2 separate regions of the Hordeum vulgare genome follow, and region 1 is linked to region 2. The links are chromatin contacts, called in public Hi-C maps. All regions are on one chromosome and are shown on one strand. The core of a region is the stretch at or near the end of the contact, and the rest is flanking DNA. Distances in the headings are between cores, read along the strand shown. Region 1 holds the start of LOC123409390 (bZIP transcription factor 50). Region 2 holds the start of LOC123413033 (brefeldin A-inhibited guanine nucleotide-exchange protein 1-like).

The links. Hi-C and Micro-C count contacts between places; a contact is called where the count stands out from the background.
Region 1: a contact with region 2 is called in a Hi-C map of leaf, with 3 times the contacts expected there. The contact joins the promoter of LOC123409390 here to the promoter of LOC123413033 in region 2. A contact is called at or near these places in 2 of 6 Hi-C or Micro-C datasets (leaf and seedling) and 1 of 1 datasets of contacts at active chromatin or transcription factors (embryo).

Annotation. Positions count from the first base shown.
Region 1 is chr7H:548,397,788-548,403,031 of MorexV3_pseudomolecules_assembly, forward strand. LOC123409390 (bZIP transcription factor 50) reads right to left here and starts at 3,414. Exons shown (of 3, transcript XM_045102312.1): 1 at 2,930-3,414; 2 at 2,187-2,407; 3 at 1,294-1,810. The coding sequence starts at 3,342. The coding sequence ends at 1,563.
Region 2 is chr7H:548,243,067-548,248,621 of MorexV3_pseudomolecules_assembly, forward strand. It overlaps LOC123413033 (brefeldin A-inhibited guanine nucleotide-exchange protein 1-like), which reads right to left and starts at 2,536. Exons shown (of 12, transcript XR_006613664.1): 1 at 1,345-2,536; 2 at 12-329.

The sequences.
Region 1 (5,244 bases), core at 2,164-4,663, 160 kb after region 2:
ACCGTTTGTTCTGTAGTGCAATCTAGCCCTCAATCCCACCCGCCCCACACTATATGGCTTGTGCCACCCGCTGCCCAATGGCGACCTTTCCATGCCCCATTCCCCACCCCTAGCCACACCGAGGCTCCCGTGCCACACTGTCAGCGTGCCTCTTCTTCGACACAATGGATGTTACCACCCCATGTGATCCACTCCCATCCTCCACCTAGCTCCCCACCTCTTCTCTTCAAATCGTTATTCCGGGAGTCTACTAGGACCGAGTCGCCTGCCGTGCGCTTAGAACAACAACTTGAGATTTGGTGCCTTGCCACCTCTGACACGCCCTCACCCGTTGCATGTTTCCATCCTTGACGTCGCTTCCCCGACCACCGCGGACGCGATATCGTGTCTCGCATCCTTCCCCCACATAGCTCTGAATGGCCGCTCCCATTGACACCTTGAAGGTGCTCGACAAAATGTCTTCTAAATATTTTTTCAAATATATGATGTTTGAATGAGTAATAAAATTGACGATGTTCACTCACATTGGAGGGTAGGAAAAAATATGTATGTATTGTGTGGGGTAGGAACATTAAAGTTTGAATTATTATGATGTGAAATTGGAATAGGGTCCAGATGCATGAACATGAAGAAAATGAAATATATAGAGTGCTAAATGAGAAGAGGAACATCATCAAAGGGAAATGAATCTAATAAACATGCCGTTTTCAGAAGGTTTGGACAAATTGCAATTTATCACGCCACTTACAACTGGTGATCAAGTATATACAATCGTTATTATATACTTCCTCTGTTCTAAAAAAAATTGTCTTCTGGATATGAATGTATCTAGTCACGTTTTAGTATTTTTAATACATTCATTTCTAGACAAACTTAAGATAAGAATTTGGGACGAAGGGAGCACTAATGTTCTATTTAAAGCATCTCTAGCAGACGCTTGATAAGCAGCGTGCTGGAAAAAACAACTATATAACGCGCGCAACCAAAACTAGCGCTTCAGCAGCCATGCTAAAATCTCGCATGCGGTAAACAAGGTTCAGCACACTTGGTAAAACGCAAGGTTCAGCACACTTGGTAAAACGGCGTCACGCGCAGCGTCCGCTCGCGTAAAATCTGGACTGCGTAAAATCTGGACTGCTACAGGTGAGGCCGTCGGATTGGATGCCATATGTTGGAGCAAACACCCTCCACTTACACAAAATGAACCATATAGCTGCTTGCCGTTACTGTATTTTTGACAACTACTCTCAAGATTTTGTGGCCATTCACTTGTGAGTTCACTGGTGAACTTTCTTTGGTTTGAATTTGACATCAACGTCATTCTGGCATTGGCAAAACAGGATTCACATAGTTACATAAACCCAGAGGGTGCCCGAACTTACGCCAGAGACATAAAGTAACACGGAATGCCAGATTTCAAAACTAGCATCTGATTAGAAGATCATAAAACAAGAGGGGACGGAGAGAGAAGAAAGGTACTCATGGATAAATCCACGGTTGCAGCAAGAGAACACACATAACTACACTACATACTGGAAACTTGCGAATAAGCTGTCACTAGTCTAGCAAGCAGCAGCTGCACGCAACGGCAGAATATCTAGCTTGATCCTCTCCCTTGTGCCCCTCCAGCGTCTTCCATGGAGTAGAAGCTCCAAGGTCTCTGGTTGATCACTGCTTGGCTTTCCGGCTACCATTGCGAGATCTCTTTCGGCTCTCCTTGGAGCCACCAGACTTCGGTTGGGTAGACCGGGCGTTAGGAATAGGCACACGATGCTCACTAGACAAAGCAGGGAAACCAACGGCAGGGTTTCTGCAAAAAGGAAATGATTGTATTTAGCACAGCAGAAACGATCAGACCATCTTGCAAGATTATAGCAATCCAGGTTCATTTCATGCAAACTCTATGTGAACCCATCCAGCTCACTAAGTTAAGCCATTATTTGTAATCAGTGGAAACGATCCAATGTCACCAACGGTAGAGATTTTCTGAGTGCAAGAGGGTTGCATAACTCAATAAGCTTGAATGTATCATATCGATGATTTCAAGTTAGAACATTAGATATACTTGCAGTATAGGAAGTAATGCACTAGTTATTTGTCAGCATGTTTGAGCAATGAAAACCAATTAGTAAGAGAATTTCGTTCATTCAGCTTATGGTGAAGTATATATGTTTGATGCATCTTACCCATAAGTACGGCAGACTCCTGCATGACTGTGTGAGCACCAATAGGCCTATCCTTCAACATGTTCTGGCGCAGTGCCATGTTCTCAGCTGCGCAGCACTGAAGTGCGTAGCTGAGGCGGCGACACTCCGCCTCGAGATACTTGCTCTTCGTCTCCAAGTCCTTAACATATGACTTTTTCCTCTCCCTCGACTTCATGGCAGAATCCCTATTCCTCATTTGCCTGACAAATGAACAAACACCCAACTTGTATGAGGCTATACGGCCCAAATAGCCTTGCAATTGAGAACACAAACGTTCCTACTTAAACAATAATACTGGATACTTGTCATCTGGTTAAGATTTTTTTTGACTCTAAGACGAATCTTTCAGCAAGAGAAAATAACATTCCGTTTAACCAAGAGATGTACCAAATGTGACTCTTTTTAGCCAAGGTCAAACTCCACATGACAACGGACAAGTTATGCAATTATAAAGTTGTAGTGCCCTCATTTAATTAAAATTTCTTCCAATGAATAACATTCACCATACAGAACAACACATCTGAAAGCTTAAGAGATATCCTAAAAAAAACTTATAGTTTGTTGTACAATTTTGTGCATTTTAGTACTACTCCGAATTAGGTTAATTATGACAAGGACCCTCCAGATAATTGATCCTTAAGCTGGATGTAAATTCGTAAGTTCTACGGGCAAACAAGATGACAGACGATATATCGTGCGACAAATAACAAAATTTGGCATACCTCCTCTTCTTTTTGCTGATGGGATCATCGCCATCAACCTCCGTCTCCGGCGTCACCACCTCCACCCCCTCTTCATCCCCCCTCCTAGAGTCCCCATCAGTGCTGCCCCCAGCCTCAGCCTCACTCCCGTTCCCCTTCTCGCCCCCCTCCTCCGCACCGTCGAACAGGGCGTCGATGAACTCATCCACGCTGATCCCGTCCACCGGCTCCACCCCCGCCGCCTCCTCCTCCTGCATCAGAAACCTCTCGATCTCCGACAGCGCCTCCTCGCCGGCGGGGCTGGACCGGGAGGTCACCGACTCCGGCGACCCCGCCTCCGCATCGAGATGCGGAGGCGGGGCGAGGAGCTCGGAGACTGCGGAATCGGCGGCGAAGGTGGCGAGGAGGGCGTCCAGGTCGAGGTCGGCGTCCATGGGGTGGGGTGGGGTGAGGTGCTATTTTGTCACGGTCTCTGGTTGCCGGTTGTTATATAGCGGACGCTTGTGCTTCGGTTATTTTGCTTCGTGGGGAAGGAGGAGGATGGTTCGTGGAAGTCGACGGTGAGGGGTACAGCACAGAGGGGTTGAGTGGGGCCCACGCGGAGCGGTGCCGTGGCCTGGCCAATCGGAGGGACCGGAGGCGCCACGTTGGCTCGTTGGGTTTTCGTGGGGGCTTTGGGCCGGTCTTGCTGCGTTGGGCTGCTGCCTGCTGAGATGGACTTTGAAAGGACTAGTAACTGCACGTGTTCACAAATATGAAGTTTAAGTAAGTATAAAAATTTGAAATCATATTATTCGATGACCGCCTTATTATCTCTAAAGAAAAGAGGAAAAGGGGAATACAAACCTATCAATTATCTTTTGTGGATGTCATGTGAAGTTCGAGCACAACAAGTAGAAATCACAATTGTATAGGTACATGTTAGAGATGAAGGACAGCCGACTGGATGAACAACTTCTTAATAAAGAAGATAATGTCATAGCCTATTTAATCTATTTTATTGTAAAAATGGAATCAAACATCCGATGAAGATTTCGTAATGTCTAATTTTCTTGGATGATCTTGGAAGGTACATATAAACATTGTCCAAGTGAACATGGTGGAGATACAAACTTGGAGCGAAGATACAAAAAACAAATCAGTCTTGAAAAAAAAAAAAGTTCCTTCTTGGATTCATGCTGCTTTTCATCTTTGCAAGTTGAAGAACTGATGATGGCGGCAAGGCCACCCATGGGAGTTACAGCGGACACCGCCTACGAGCTGGAAGGGTATATCGATAACGACGACAGTGCCGCCCCACTCACTTTCTTACAGCTTATCCTAAAGTAGAACTACGGTTCAGAGATATTCCTATTACGTATATTGTTGTAGAACATGTCGAAGCCAAAAACAAATCAATAAAGCATTAGATTCATAATGAGAAAATACAGAGGGAATTTAAATTTTATAAACCAGCTTAGTTCTGGCAAGATTAAACATGAGCTAAAGATGTCACCATGGTATCAACATATTAGCACCGGAGAAAGTGTACTACTATTGTAGGATGGTAAATTGTACAATAAGTAATGACGTGAGCAGATTAGTGGCTATAAGAATTTCTAGATCATAGTGGGCACGCGTTGTTGTGCCCGTCCATTTTCACAATAAGAAAGGTAGGTGATTTAAGAAATATATAGCACTGTGAAATGTAAGTTACATAAGAAAATTTGAAGATACAATGTGCAAAGTGGATATAAATATTCATTCATAATAAATACAATTATGTTTATAGAATGGTTCGAGATAAACTGAGAACATGTAATTTATAATGACATGACCAAGAAAAAACATTGTACCTCAAGGTTAGTACTTTAGCCATTCTCTAGGGGCAACATAGCACAGATAGGCAAGGAAGCTTATCAAGCGTAAAGCATCGTGGTGTGACACTTGAGAACCCTAGGGGTTTTGTCTTCAGCGTTCAACCATGTAACTCACTTTGATATTCAATAAAATGTGTCACAAGTCATTTCCATTTTAAAAAATAGGTTGCAAACTTATGGGTGAAAAATACAGGGAAGTTGTCCAACGCCTTTCCTCCTCTCCTTGATTGTAATGCTTTGGGAATCTATGCCCGTCTATGTCCAAACTGGGTAGTCAGCTGCTATAGCATTTGCAAGGCCTCCCACACAAGCGCTGCACCAATAACATAAGGTGCGTTTGTGCCCATCCATCACGTAGAAAGAACAATATAAATATTTGAGGAAAAAATGAAGTGTGAAAACATCAGATAAGGTTCAAAAACTGGGAATTAGTACTATGCATATCTTAATAAGAGGATAACTAAATACTTAGACAAG
Region 2 (5,555 bases), core at 1,286-3,785:
AACCAGCGTACCTTTCAAAAATGTTTGGTGCATCAACATCACAATCATAGTTCACAAAGATATCAATAATAACCTGAGGTTCTTTGCAAATCTTCTCCAGGAAGTTTAGAACTGTCATTTTTTGCAAAAAGCTAGGCTGAAGGACATTCTCAAGAACCCTTAGGACAAGCATAGGAAAAAATATTCCGATTTCCTCTTTCAAACCAGATCTAAACCTTAACAGAAGACCCATAAAAATGGAGCACAAAAGCTGGAAAACACTCATTGCTGACATGGCACTGTTCTTCAACAAGGATAAACAAAGGTACTGCTTAATTGCTTCAAGATACCTGAACAAGCAGAAGAAAAAACACTGATATTAGTAGGATGTCCATTCTGTTGAACCCCGTGCTCAATTCATTTGAAATGATCAAATGACTTAACCAGCTTCCATTAAGGAAATTTTGGTGCATGATTAGATGAAACATTTCGGTATGAATAAATAGTAAATTTTAGATTATTAATCAGCAGTAATGATGATTTTGTTAGTTTCAACTGACAAGTGGCATCATCAACCCCGCTCCATCACTGACTGTTATCAATGCATAGGCTATGTAACTATGATATTCGTTTCTCAGTTCTCACCCACCTGCTTGGTGTCCTTAACGACCTTTTGCATGCATTCTTTGTTGGGAGTACCACAACGAATTGAATTAGAAATTACTGCAATACAGGCTTGACACCGGATAATCCGATTCATTATTCATCAGTACTAACATGAGGTTCAGGCTTCAGTACAAAGGAACATCAAATATCAATACATGTTCATGAATTCCTCAATTATCTAGAGCTACAAATATATCATCCAAAGTTCCAAACACAAACAAATTCGCGGAACAAGTGCCAATGGTTTCTCCATCAGCCAAATCCTCATGTAACCAACCCATATGGCAGTTAGGAGTGTTCAACCATGATTTGAACACGAACAGTGGAAAAATCACCGATCAGTGTTGCAGTTCATTTTCTTTCGTTAACCTCATACAGCATGCGAGAGTCAGTAAAAATGACAAGTGGTTTTCACGGGTTGGATTAGAACCGTTTTTTGACACTGCTAATGGCAATCGATCGAGCAGATTACACGGACAGAGGTCATCTATATAGAAAAAATGGCAAGCTACTCTCCTGGATTTTTAACACTCTCACTGTTGGCAAGTAAAGTTTACTCCATTGTCCATTTTAACTCCCTCCCCTACCCCTATCATTTTGGTATGTTAGGACTCACTGGAACAATAATATTTATGGAAAGAGGGAATGCAATAAATTCTCATGTATATAATCAGAAGAAGCATAGCTATGTGTGCATACTTCTCATTTGTCTTCCAGAACGGTCCGGCATTGTCAACGACCATCCTAAGTAGCTCAAGTGATAACACCTTCCCCCGGAGAAGTACTGGATCATCCGGGTTATCCGGCGTGGCGAACTTCATGGACAGTTTGCAGAGGTTTTTGAACAACGCCAGTCCATCCTCCCTGATCCTGCTCATGCTCTCATCCTCGTCCGGCACATGCGCGGCCTCCTCTGGCGCGTCGCTCCCCTCCATCGCCTCATTTATGAACGTCTGCGCCGCCTGCACGACGCTGGAGTCGTTGAGGCTGCGGTCGGAGAGGTCCATCATGTCGGCAGCTGAGACGGTGCGCACGCGGACGTCCATGGCGTCCGCCTCCACGCGCGCGAACACGACGACCAGCACCTGCGCGAGCGCCAGCTTGGCGCAGAGCTGGTTCCCGCCGCTGGCGCTCCCGAGGTACAGGTTATAGCACGCCCTCACCATCTGGCCCAGGCACTCGCCGCGGACGGAGACCGAGGGGCAGCGCGCGAAGGCGACGAGCACCCGGAGCGCGGCGAGCTCGAGGGCGTCGTCGCCGAGGCCGCCGCAGGAGAGGACCGCGGCGAAGAGCCTGGAGACCGGCGAGGGGTCGGCGGGGGCGACGTCGCCGAGGAGGAGGCGGAGGGAGAGGAGGCTGGCGACGCAGTCGAGGGCGGGCTCGGCGACCTTGGGGGAGCCGGGATCGAGGGCGAGGAGGAGCGCCTGGAGCGCGGCCTCGGCGACGGGGGCGGGGAGGCCGGGGATGGGCGAGGCGGACGGCTCGGCGTCGGGGGCGGGGGCTGAGGAGGCGGCGGAGAGGAGGTCGATGGCGGACTTGCAGGCAGAGACGAGCGCCGAGTGCTTGCGCCAGGAGGAGTGCTTGATGACCTTGTCGAGGGCGCGGCCGAGCACGCGGCCGGCCGGGGAGGCGCCGCCGAGGGGATCGGCCTCGGCATCGCCCGCCGACGACGACATTAGGGCGGGGCGTGTCCGGCTAGGTGGACGGGCTCATCGGCGGTCGGTGGGGGTGGGAGATCTGGGGCTGGGAGTTGGTGCTCGCGCTGGGCTCTGCCGCTTCGCTGGTAGCTTCGGACTGGAGGGAGCGGGGAAACGAAAGGGAAAGGAACTCGCAGCGCAGCAGATCAGAGCACGGGAGCAGAGCAGTAAACCGCACGGGAGCTTCGGACGACCAAGCTTGGCAACCAACCAGAGACCTGAATCTGGTCTTCTTCTTCTTTTTCTTTTTTTTCTTTTGGTCTTCTGGTCTGACGGCCACGTACGCCATGAGTTTAGACCACTGTCTGTAAAAGAATATCCAAGTTCTTGCATTTCAACTGAGCAGTTTTTCATGATGATTTTTTTTTTCGAGAATACTCAAAGACGTATCTTATAGCCCTATAAAAGACAGATAAAAAGATTTTACAGGAACAAAGGTCACCCCTCAATGGTAACCTACACTCACTCCACTCCTAAACTGCTAGGCGGTCACTCACTAAACGTGGAGGCTCCCAATCTCCTAGCTCACACCCATAGTCTAAGGTCCTCAAAAATGGATCTCATTGGTCAAGCTCCCCGGCCCGGCCGATGACGTTGCCCATGGATCTCATTTTTCTTGAGCTTGATCGTGTCCCACACATTACAAATAGTACGTGAGTTAAAAGATCCTGGCATTATGTTGCTTTCAAAGCATCCAACATTCCAAGCCCAGGTCGGTATTGTTGGAAAACGTCGCATGGGAAACAAAAAAATTCTTACGCGCACGAAGACCTATCATGGTGATGTCCATCTACGAGAGGAGATTTCGATCTACGTATCCTTGTAGATCGCACAGCAGGAAGCGTTAAGAAACGCGGTTGATGTAGTGGAACGTCTTCACGTCCCTCGAACCGCCCCACGAACCGTCCCGCGATCCATCCCCCGATCCGTCCCGCGATCCGTCTCACGAACCGTCTTGCGATCCGTCTCATGACCCGTTCCGATCTAGTGCCGAACGGACGGCACCTCCGCGTTCAGCACACGTACAACTCGACGATGATCTCGGCCTTCTTGATCCAGCAAGCAAGACGGAGAAGTAGATGAGTTCTCCGGCAGCGTGACGATGCTCCGGTGGTGGTGAGGATCTATTCATGCAGGGCTCCGCCCGAGCTCCGCAGAAATACGATCTAGAGGAAGAACTATGGTGTCTAGATCTGAGTTGCACATGGCAAAAGTTGTCTCAAATCAGCCCTAAATCACCACTATATATAGGAGGGAGGGGGAAGAGGCCTGCCTTGAGGACCAAGTCCCAAGAGGGCGCCGGCCTGGAGGAGAGTAGGATTCCTACTCCAATCCTACTCAAAATAGGATTGGAAAGTGGAGTCCTTCTCTTCCTTCCCACCTCCCCTTTTTTTTCTTTCTTTCTTTGGTTTTCTCTTTATGGCGCCTAGGCCCTCTTGGGCTGTCCCACCAGCCCACTAAGGGTTGGTGCGCCACCCCTAGGGCCATTGGGCTTCCCCCGGGTGGGTTGCCCCCTCCCGGTGAACTTCTGGAACCCATTCGTCAGTCCCGGTACATTCCCGGTAATGCGTGAAAACCTTCCGGTAACCAAATGAAACCATCATATATATCAATCTTCGTTTCCTGACCATTCCGGAAACCCTCGTGACGTCTGTGATCTCATCCGGGACTCCAAACAACATTCGGTAACCACACATATAACTCAACTATACTAAAACATCATCGAACCTTAAGTGTGCAGACCCTGGGGGTTCAAGAACTATGCAGACATGCCCCGAGGTACTCCTCGGTCAATATCCAATAGCGGGACCTGGATGCCCATATTGGATCCTACATATTCTCTGAACATCTTATCGGTTGAACCTCAGTGTCAAGGATTCATATAATCCCGTATGTCATTTCCTTTGTCCTTCGGTATGTTACTTGCCCGAGATTCGATCATCAGTATCCGCATACCTATTTCGATCTCGTTATCAGCAAGTCTCTTTACTCGTTCCGTAATACAAGATCCAGCGACTTACACTTAGTCACATTGCTTGCAAGGCTTGTGTGTGATGTTGTATTACCGAGTGGGCCCTGAGATACCTCTCCGTCACACGAAGTGACAAATCCCAGTCTTGATCCATACTAACTCAACGGACACCTTCGGAGATACCCGTAGAGCACCTTTATAGTCACCCAGTTACATTGTGACGTTTGATACACACAAGGTATTCCTCCAGTGCCAGTGAGTTATATGATCTCATGGTCATAGGAACAAATACTTGACACGCAGAAAACAATAGCAATAAAATGACACGATCCATATGATACGTATATAATTTGGGTCTTGTCCATCACATGATTCTCCTAATGATGTGATCCCGTTATCAAGTGACAACGCTTGTCTATGGCCAGGAAACCTTGACCATCTTTGATCAACGAACTAGTCAACTAGAGGCTCACTAGGGACAGTGTGTTTGTCTATGTATCCACACATGTATTTGAGTTTCCAATCAATACAATTCTAGCATGGATAATAAACGATTATTATGAACAAAGAAATATAATAATAACCAATTTATTATTGCCTCTAGGGTATATTTCCAACAGTCTCCCACTTGCACTAGAGTCAATAATCTAGTTCACATCACCATGTGATTTCAACGAATCCAACACCCATCTAGTTCTGGGGTGTGATCACGTTTTGCTCGTGAGAGAGGTTTTAGTCAACGGTTCTGAATCTTTCAGATCCCTGTGTGTTTTACAAATCTTTATGTCATCTTATAGAAGCTGCTACTATGTGCTATTCCGAAATACTCCAAATATCTACTCTACTATACGAATCCGTTTTACTACTCATAGTTATTCGGATTAGTGTCAAAGCTTGCATCAACGTAACCATTTACGACGAACTCTTTAACCACCTCCATAATCGAGAAAAATTCCTCAGTCTATTAGTTACTAAGGATAACTTTGACCGATGTTCTGTGATTCAATTCTGGATCACTCTCTCACTACAAGAATCATCTTCTTTGCCGTCTTCCATCACATACAGCAAAGACTAAATCCCGGACGACAAAGAGAATACCACAGACGACAAAGAATCTCACGGTCGGCAACATTTCTGCGTCAGCCTACGACGGCATAGGACCTTCTTTGCCGTCTGTCCCCCCAAAGCGGACGACAAAGCTCTTTGCCGTCAGCTTTCCATAGGAGCAGTTGGCAAAGTGC